Regions from separate parts of the Mus musculus genome. Here region 1 is linked to region 2. The links are chromatin contacts, called in public promoter capture Hi-C maps. All regions are on one chromosome and are shown on one strand. The core of a region is the stretch at or near the end of the contact, and the rest is flanking DNA. Distances in the headings are between cores, read along the strand shown.

The links. Capture Hi-C pulls out chosen DNA fragments and counts their contacts.
Region 1: a contact with region 2 is called in a promoter capture Hi-C map of liver, with 2.6 times the contacts expected there. A contact is called at or near these places in 2 of 130 datasets of targeted methods (large pre-B cells and pancreatic cancer cells) and 2 of 9 other capture datasets (adipose tissue and liver).

What each region holds. Positions count from the first base shown.
Region 1 is chr19:6,339,299-6,343,664 of GRCm38.p6, forward strand. Map4k2 (mitogen-activated protein kinase kinase kinase kinase 2) reads left to right here and starts at 1,862. Exons shown (of 32, transcript NM_009006.3): 1 at 1,862-2,047; 2 at 2,161-2,218; 3 at 2,446-2,536; 4 at 2,605-2,669; 5 at 2,957-3,012; 6 at 3,312-3,359; 7 at 3,446-3,488; 8 at 3,806-3,878; 9 at 3,957-4,088; 10 at 4,163-4,225. The coding sequence starts at 1,952. It overlaps Men1 (multiple endocrine neoplasia 1), which reads left to right. Exons shown (of 10, transcript NM_001168489.1): 9 at 41-205; 10 at 389-1,596. The coding sequence ends at 874.
Region 2 is chr19:5,347,227-5,352,162 of GRCm38.p6, forward strand. It overlaps Cst6 (cystatin E/M), which reads right to left and starts at 2,348. Exons shown (of 3, transcript NM_028623.5): 1 at 1,869-2,348; 2 at 1,171-1,296; 3 at 1-823. The coding sequence starts at 2,108. The coding sequence ends at 740.

The sequences.
Region 1 (4,366 bases), core at 612-3,111, 990 kb after region 2:
CACGCTCTGTGACCTCTGCTGTACCTTCCCTCTTATCCAGGGCACCCAGGGCCAAGGTTCTGCTCTCCAGGACCCAGAATGCTTTGCCCACCTGCTGCGATTTTATGATGGCATCTGCAAATGGGAGGAGGGTAGCCCCACACCAGTACTGCACGTAGGCTGGGCAACTTTCCTTGTGCAGTCCCTAGGCCGCTTCGAGGGACAGGTGAGAGGGGCCTATCCAGGGCATGGGAACTACAGGTGGTGACAGTAGTTGTAGGGGAGTGAGGTTACATTGCATGTGTATGAGTACAGATGAGAGGACACTGCTAGAGGGGTGGCCAGGAGCTGAGCCTAGAGGTCCCACGGATGATCCTCAGCCTTTCACTTGGCTTGCGCTTTTGCTCAGGTGCGGCAGAAGGTGCACATAGTTAGCCGGGAAGCAGAGGCGGCCGAGGCTGAAGAACCATGGGGGGATGAAGCCCGAGAAGGCCGTCGGCGTGGTCCCCGAAGAGAGTCCAAGCCTGAGGAGCCACCACCACCCAAGAAGCCTGCATTGGACAAGGGCCCGGGCTCAGGACAAAGTGCAGGGTCGGGACCACCTAGGAAAACGTCAGGGACTGTCCCAGGTACTACCCGCGGTGGCCAGGAAGTCGGCAATGCTGCTCAGGCTCCAGCACCTGCAGCATCGCCACCCCCAGAGGGCCCAGTGCTCACTTTCCAGAGTGAGAAGATGAAAGGCATGAAGGAGCTACTGGTGGCCACCAAGATCAACTCGAGCGCCATCAAGCTGCAACTCACGGCACAGTCGCAAGTGCAGATGAAGAAACAGAAAGTGTCCACACCCAGCGACTACACACTCTCTTTCCTAAAGCGGCAGCGCAAGGGCCTCTGAACTCTGATTCTGTGGCAAGGCCCCAGGCCTGCCCTCACTCCCAGCAGGCTTCACCCTCATCCTCTAATTCAAGCCTAGACTCCGCCCTCAGTCCTAGGGGACCCAGAGCTGTCCTGCAGTGACTAGGAGCCTTCATTTAGCCCCTCTTCAGGCCCCAGAGCCCTGGCTCAGTTCTTAGAATGTAGGTGTCATCCCCACCAGCCGGCCAATTGGAACCTCATTGTAGGTCCAATCCCCCGAAATTCAGTGGACCATGACAGGAGCCCAAGTCACGCCTGAACAGTAGGGCATTCCTCCCACTTGGGGGCTAGATTGACCTTAGCCCCAGAGCACAGTTGCTACCTGGAAACCAAGGACCATTCAGTCCCTAGGGGTAGATTTCCGCACTTTATATAGAGTTCCATCCTTTGGGAATCCAAATCCCTTACCCCAAAGAACTTACATATTGCTGCCCGAATTTGGAAATCTTCCTCGTCTCCCTAGCCCCTGAGTACAGGACATGAAGCTCCGACTCTTATCTGTGAATACTGAGCCTCGCCCCCTTCCTGACCAAACTGGCGCAAGAACAGAGCAGGACCTCTTCCAGCCCTCTGGGAACCTCCCTGAGGTCCCAGGAGGAAATCTGCACGGGGTGGGGGAGGGCCAGCCTCTTCCTGTTTTGTACATAGATTTATTTTTCAGTTCCAAGAAAGATAAATGCATTTTGTTAAGAAAAAAGAGAGATGTATGTATGTGTTTCATCTGAGAAATCGGGGATGGGGCGGGAGTGGATATCTGCTTTTGCTGTTTTAGGATTTTGAACTTTATGCTCTGCACCTGTAGCGCGGCGAGAATTGGGAGGGGTACCTAAGCTCCGCCCCTGCTTCTGGGACTTCCCCGCGCAACCAGGGCGCCTCCTCTCGGCCAGGCGGGCGGCGGGGCAGCCCCGGGCTGGCCCCGCCCCGGGCTGGCCCCGCCCCTACGGCCTCCGAGTCTCGGCGCTGCCCCTGCCTGCCCGCTCGCTTCGCCCCGCCCCACCCCGCGCCGCTCCGCGCCGGCTCCGCAGCTTGCGCCCGCCGGCGGGTCCGGCGCCGGGCCATGGCGCTGTTGCGGGACGTGTCGCTGCAGGATCCGCGGGACCGCTTCGAGCTGCTACAGCGTGTGGGGGCCGGGACCTATGGCGACGTTTACAAGGTGCGCTGAGCGGGGCTGCGGGACGGGCGGGAGCGCAGGAGGAGGGTGCATCTTCACGTCCCGCCGCGGGAACCCCGGCCCCGCCCCCTCCTCACCCCGCTTCTCGCCCCTAGGCCCGTGACACCGTCACGTCCGAACTGGCCGCGGTGAAGATCGTCAAGCTAGACCCAGGTGTGGGCCCGGGTGGGGCCTCTGTGCTCCTGGGAGGCGGGCGGGTGAGCTGGCGGGGGCAGAGAGTTAACATTTTCTAGACCCCCCCGTGAAGCCGACCCCAGGAGAAACTAAGGTTTGGCACCTGCTCGGCAAGGAGAGAAATACTCTATGCTCATTTTGCACATAGGGACAGAGTCTAGGCTATTCGTTCCCCCCCCCCCCCCATAATGCCTTGTGCTCCCCAGGGGACGACATCAGCTCTCTTCAGCAGGAAATCACCATCCTTCGTGAATGCCGCCACCCCAATGTCGTGGCCTACATCGGCAGCTACCTCAGGTGAGGTTGTTTATCCTCTTACCCTCTTGTGCCTTGCATTGTGCCACCCCAGCTCTCTGTCTCCCCAGGAATGACCGATTGTGGATCTGTATGGAGTTCTGTGGAGGAGGGTCACTGCAGGAGATTTACCACGGTGAGATCCAGACTCCATGGACATGGCCTTTCCCGATCCCAACATAGGGGTAGGAAGGCATCCTTCTGGCTGCACTTGGACTCCTCTTAGCTTCTGACTGGCTGTGTGACCTTGAGAGAAATACTATCCTCCTCTGGGCTCAGTTTCCCAGCCTGAGTCTGGAAGAAATTTGGCTAACATCACTTTGCTGTAGTGGTGCCTGCTGCTCCCCACTCTGCAGGGTGGGTAGGGAGGGTCAGCATATCCCTCAGGCTCTTTCTCTTCAGCCCCCATTCTGTATGTTTCAGCCACTGGGCCCCTGGAAGAACGGCAGATTGCCTATGTTTGCCGGGAGGCACTGAAGGTATGGGGCTCATAGGCAGCACCCATTTTGGAATCCTCAGGAGTGTGGGCCCAACACATCTGGCCAGTGGGAGATTGGGACCTTGGGATGGGCTGACTCAGGGGGTGGAGGTCCTAGCAGGAGGGGGCCCCCCAGTTCTGTTGCCGGAAGCAGCCTATTTCCCTCTTGGCTCATTCACTTCCTGCTTGGGGAGAGGGGTGGAGGAAGCAGCTTGGGTGGGGGGCCCAGTCCTGAGGAGGGGCTCAGAAGAGATAATTAGTGCAAAGCAGCTGTCCTCAGAGACTTCTGTTTGTCTCCAGGGGCTCCACCACCTGCATTCTCAGGGGAAAATTCACCGAGACATTAAGGTAGGGGGTCAGCCAAGGGCATGGTTCAAATGAGGAGGAAGCCGCCAGGCACCTGACACAATCCTTTCTGTGTGTTCCCCCAACAGGGTGCCAACCTTCTGCTCACTCTGCAGGGTGATGTCAAGCTGGGTCAGTACCCGGGGGACACTCAGGGACCATAGAACTGAGTGCTGGAGATCCCAGTCACTTTACTGTTTGAGCCTCAGTGTCCCCATTTAGAAGATGTAGCATTATTGCCTGCCAGTAGTTGGCTGTATGAGATTGGCTGGGGAGGGATCTGACATGGCATTGTTTTTAGAGATGGAAGGGTGGGGACCCCTCTCAGAAGAGGGGCCTGGCCTGGCTTGGTACAGTTGTGGCTGGACCCAAGCCCTACCTGGTATAGCCTGGGCCCTGGGGTGGGAGGTAAGTGAGGCCCTGGGTCTGGTAAGAGTTCTTTTCTGCAGCGGACTTTGGGGTGTCAGGCGAGCTGACAGCATCTGTGGCCAAAAGACGTTCTTTCATTGGCACTCCATACTGGTGAGATGGTGCCCTGGCAATAGGGGTGGTGGGCACAAGGAGGGCATCTGGCCATCTCGTATGTGACCCTGATTCTAGGATGGCACCAGAGGTTGCCGCTGTGGAACGCAAGGGTGGCTACAATGAGCTGTGTGACGTCTGGGCCCTGGGCATCACTGCCATTGAGTTGGGCGAGCTGCAACCGCCACTGTTCCACCTGCACCCCATGAGGTCAGCCTTGCACTTGCCCCTTGCCTGCTCCTTGCCCTGCTGACCTTTGACCCATGCGTTCACATCCTCCCTAGGGCCTTGATGCTCATGTCGAAAAGCAGCTTCCAGCCACCCAAGCTAAGAGATAAGACGCGTTGGTGAGGCCTCGCCCACAGCTGAGATACCTTTTTTCCAGCCTAGTCCCGTGGGGTAGAGGCTTTTGCCCAAGATTGACCTTGGTTTCCACTGTAGGCAGTGGGCAGGGAGGGAAGGAAGGGCTGGTGGCTTGTGATGGAGGG
Region 2 (4,936 bases), core at 1,098-3,597:
GCACTTGGGAGGCGGAGGCAGGTGGACCTCTCAGTTTGAGGCCAGCCTGGTCTACAGAGTGAGTGCTAAGACAGCTAGGGCTATGCAGAGAAACCCTTCCTCAGAAAAAAAGAAAAACATTCCAGCTACCGAGATATGAAAGGCTTTGCTGCTGTCGCAGAATGTACCTTGCTAAAAGCAAGCAAGGTCTCATGAGGGCCCTGTAAGCCGCTGGCTGGTGCTCTTTGCTGCTTCACCATTTGAGGGCAATAACAAGAGCTGTGTCACTAAAAAACTCACTGGTCTGAGCCATCAGGCTTTGCGACCCTCCTGACCCCAGGTTTTGACACCCTCCTCCTCGGAGTCCCAGCATGAACCCTGGGAGAGAGGCTGGACTGGCTCACACAGACATCCCTACTGTAGCTAGTCTCCGGTATCCATCTTCTGTGTCTTTCTTTCCTCCTCTGAGACCACTGAAAATGTCTGGAAGAGGGGCTTCCTCTGAGGACCCTACCCTCAGTACTGCCTCAGAGGGATCAGTAGGGGCTCCCCTGGAGGGTAAGGACATGGTGCCCAGTCAGCTGTGGGGTTCTGAGAGTCACTGGGAGCAGAGTGAGGGTCAGGGTGAGTGAAACACACAGGAGAAAGCAGTGCAAGAAGCAGAGCTGCAGATTTATTGCAACAGACGTGGCCCGTGGCCCTGAGGCGCCTCCACCATGCTTGTTCCCATGGGGCCCTGACTCTGTCACCCTGGGGCCGGTCACACCTGCACGCAGTCATGCTTTAGAAGCTGAGTAGTGTTCTTCCAGGGGACTTCAAGGAGCTCAAAGTTGCAACGCAGTTTCTGAGAGGGAAGCACAGAGGACAAGGAGGGTGAGGTTGGCAGCAACCTCCTCCTCCCAGAAGTCAGCCCCCCTGACGGCCACGTCTCTCTGGAGCCGGGGACAGACCATGAGTGGTCCCAAAACATGGAATCAGAAGGCAGGAGATGCTCCCAGGTTTATCTCAGGCAACTCCTACCCCACGAGGAATCCCCAGTCTCTCTTCTGCACTCCACCCTGGCCTGAGTCATACAAGAGCCAAAGCGAACAGGTGGAGCCAGGCTTCTGCCTGACCAGATAGACTGGTCAGGATAGACAAGCTAAGGGCCTCAGACCCTGCATGGGGTTGGGATGGGGTCGGTGCTGTTACCTCCTGCTGCCCCCCTGCAGCCAGAGGGCAGGTGGTGAGGTCCATGTGTTCTCCAGAGACTCTGGTCTTTCGGCACTCTGTGCTTTCTATGTCCAAAGTCAGGTAGTACTTGATGCCAGCCACCAGCTGGGAACCAAACAGGGCAGGTGAGAGATGCCTGGGAGTCCAACCTGTGTGTCTATGCTTTCCCTCCCTCTAAGAGTCTCCACTCTCCCAGGCAAATGCAACCCTCTGACCTACATATTCAGACCTGGAGTGGAGGCAGGAACTTCTGTGTGTGAGCAGAGCCCTAGGCTGGGCAAGAAGCTGGAGAGCTCCTGTCTGCGGCTAGACTGTAAAGGTGAATGGTATGTGGCACCTACACTGGGCCCTTCCACTCCACCTGGCAGGTTGGGGAAGTGAGGTTAGTTATGCCAAAGGAGGCTGCATCCTGCATTTCTTTGATAGTTAGATAGCGCTGCTTCCAGAGGACTTTACTAATCTGTTTTGTTTTGAAGTATTTCATAGAAAGGTCTGGGGGTTATGGTTGGTTTTAGTGCCCCCTTGTGTTTGGTAGCAAGCTAAGCAGCTCTCTGTTTATCTCCTGTCTCCTGTCACCTGTCCTCGGTCCCCCTGTCCCTGTCCCTCTCCAAATTGTCCCTCTCCACAGCCACTCTGTTCCATAACCTGTCCCACAACCTCTGTCCCAGCCACCGCACCTGATATTTTGCATCGATGACTTTGGTGTCTCGGAAGTAGTAGAGGCTGTCGCTGCCCATATTGTAGCTGGCCACAGCTGCCTGTGCGGCCTTTTGCACCCGCGGGTCGGTGGGTGACAAGTTCTGGCGTTCTCCGGTCCTGCGGCTCCGCAGCTCGGCGCGGGCGTCAGGTGACAGGGTCAGGAGGCAGAATGCGAGCAGGCCAAGGCCCATCGCCAGCGGGAAGTGAGGACGCTCCATAGCCGCGGATTCAGTGTCTGGACTTCCATCCTGCGCGGCTTTTACAGCCTTCGCGGGCCCCTCCCGGCCCCGCCCAACGCCTGCTTGTTTCCTTAGCAAGCCTGGACCAGCTTGCAGGTGCCTGGAGGCGGGTGCACCTCCCCTACCTACGCAGTGTAAGAACCAGAGATGGCACACAGGTCCCAGAACCTCTACGTGTAGAGATGCTGGCCTATCATTCCTATCTCCCAGGAGGGAGAGAACAGTTCATACCAGGGCCCTGACGTTTGAGTTGCCAAAAGCAATTATATGGTTACATTCTTACTGCTATCATTTTATCATTTCCTTTTCTCTTTCTTTCTTTCTTTCTTTCTTTCTTTCTTTCTCTCTCTCTTTCTTTCTTGTTTGTTTGTTTGTTTCGAGACAGGGTTTCTCTGTGTAGCTCTGGCTGTCCTGGAACTCACTTTGTAGACCAGACTGGTCTCGAACTCAGAAATCACCTGCCTCTGCCTCCCGAGTGCTGGGATTAAAGGTGTGCACCACTATCATCCGGCATTGCCACCATTTTCTTATCGTGCCATTTTTAGAGAAATTATAACTCCCAGCCTGCATTTCTTCTTCTGAAAAATAAATGCTATAAGGATCGATGAACTGACACAGGTAAAGAGCCTAAGAGAGGCCGGGTGCCATGCAAACAAACGGTGGGTGGGTAGGAGTCCTTACTACTCAAGCCGGCACTACTGTCCCTCACAGCCATGGTGGACCCGGTTGGCTGACCCTTTCACTTTGCAGAGGTGGGACGCCATGGCACAGAAGGGAGAAGTAATATGTGCAACGATTTCAACTGGTCCCTAGTAAGTAAGTATACTGAAGAGCCTAAGTCGTGTGTGTGTGTGTGTGTGTGTGTGCTATAAAATAAGATCTTGTGTGTCCCTGGCTGACCTTGAATTTCATAGCTCAGGATGACTTTGAACTCCTGATCTCCCTGCTTCTCCCTTCCAAGTGCTAGCATTACCATCATATTTTATTTGGTGCTGAGAACAGAATGCAGGGCTTCATGTGTGCTAGAGACAAGCACTCTACCAACTAATATCCCTAGCCTCATTTCATTTTGCTGGGCTTGAACCTAGGGTCTTATGCATGCTGGGCAAACACTTCACCTGCAGCCCTCGTTTTTTTTGTTTGTTTGTTTGTTTGTTTGTTTTGTTTTCAAGACAGGGTTTCTCTATGTATCCCTGGCTGTCCTGGAACTCACTCTGTATGTAGACCAGGCTGGCCTCGTACTCAGAGATCTGCCTGCCTCTGCCTCCCAAGTGCTGGGATTAAAGGCATGCGCCACCATGCCCGGCATGCAGCCCTCGTTTTACTCCTTATCTCTAGATAGGGACTTGTTGATCACCCAGGCTGACCGTGAAGCCCTTGCTCTGTAGACTGCAGGCCTTGAGTCTGTGGCTTCCCAGCTTCAGCCTCCTGGCAGGGATTACAAGCCTGTGCTACCAGGTCAAGTTCTTGTCTATGTTCTTAGCTCAGGCTGAGTTTGAAAAGAAAGACTTGCCTCCGAAGAGGGGTGAGTCACGCCAGGTGCCATCTTTCTAACTGGGAGGCTTTGGATAGTCACTCAGGGCCTGGGTGTCCTACGGGAAATAGGATGACAAGTCTTTTTTCCTAAAGCTGTTCTTCTGACTGACAATGACAGTTCCACACTCTCATCCCTAAGGACACTGGACATCCAGTGGGGTAGGAGCAGATCAGCCACCCCATGGCAGCTGCACGTGGGCTGCCCTGGCAAAGTTTCCTTCCCCGGGCATCTTATTTCATGTTTTCTGACTAGCTCAAAGCCACTTTCCCTCTTTTCTTTTTTTTTTCCCCACTTTACTTATCTATTTTTTATTACTTTTTTTTAAGAGAAATGTTCATGCCTCAGCATGGGAGAGGTGCGTGTGTGTGCGTGCCATAGCGTGCACACGCAGAAGGTGAGAGAGGTGTGCGTGCCATAGCGTGCACACGCAGTTTCCCAGAACTGGTTTTCTCTTTCCACCAGGGGGTTCTGAAGTTTGAACCCAGGTCTTCAGCCTTGGCAGCACGCGTCTTTACCACTGAGGGCCATCTCACGGGCCCTCCCTGAGGGTCCTAAATGGAACTTGAAAGAAGAGGCTGCTTTCAGCACCTAGCAGACGATTAGAACTTGAGAAGCCATTGCTCCGCTGTGGTGACTATTACAGGCAGGCACCGGGAACATTCTTCCTCCAGTTCTAGACCTTTGAGCATGCCAGGCTCGTGACGCACTGATTCTGGACCCCGAGTGTGATCGCTCCCCATCCAGCTACGAGCTTGCTCCACCCAACAGCCCAGCTATGAAAGACAAACTGCCAGGCCCAGGGGATCCCACCTGTGATTCCAGCACTCGGCAGCAGAGGCAGGCAGAGCTCTGTGAGTTCAAGACTAGCCTGGTGTTCATAGTGAGTCCCAGACCAAGGATACATAGTGAGTCTTATGAGACTTTGTTGTCCCCTCAGCCTCCCCTCCCCCCCCCCAAAACAAAGACAAAGAACTACTACCTTAAGACCACAAGTTTGGTGCAGGCCCATAGACACCAATTTAGAAGATAACTACACCAATCTTGATCTAAACCAGGCAGGGTCCCTGAGTTGGAAACCCTGAGTTGGGGACCCTGGGAAGGGGGTAGAACAAGAAACAAGACAGCTCACAAGGGACTCGGGAGTGAAGCAAAACCAAGGGGCCAGGAAGCCTCCCCAGCTCTGAGCTCACCTGTCATGGGATTCAGTTACAGCCACGTGTACCTCCTACAGCTCCCTCAGGAATCCCTCAGTTGGAGGGGCTGAGCGAAG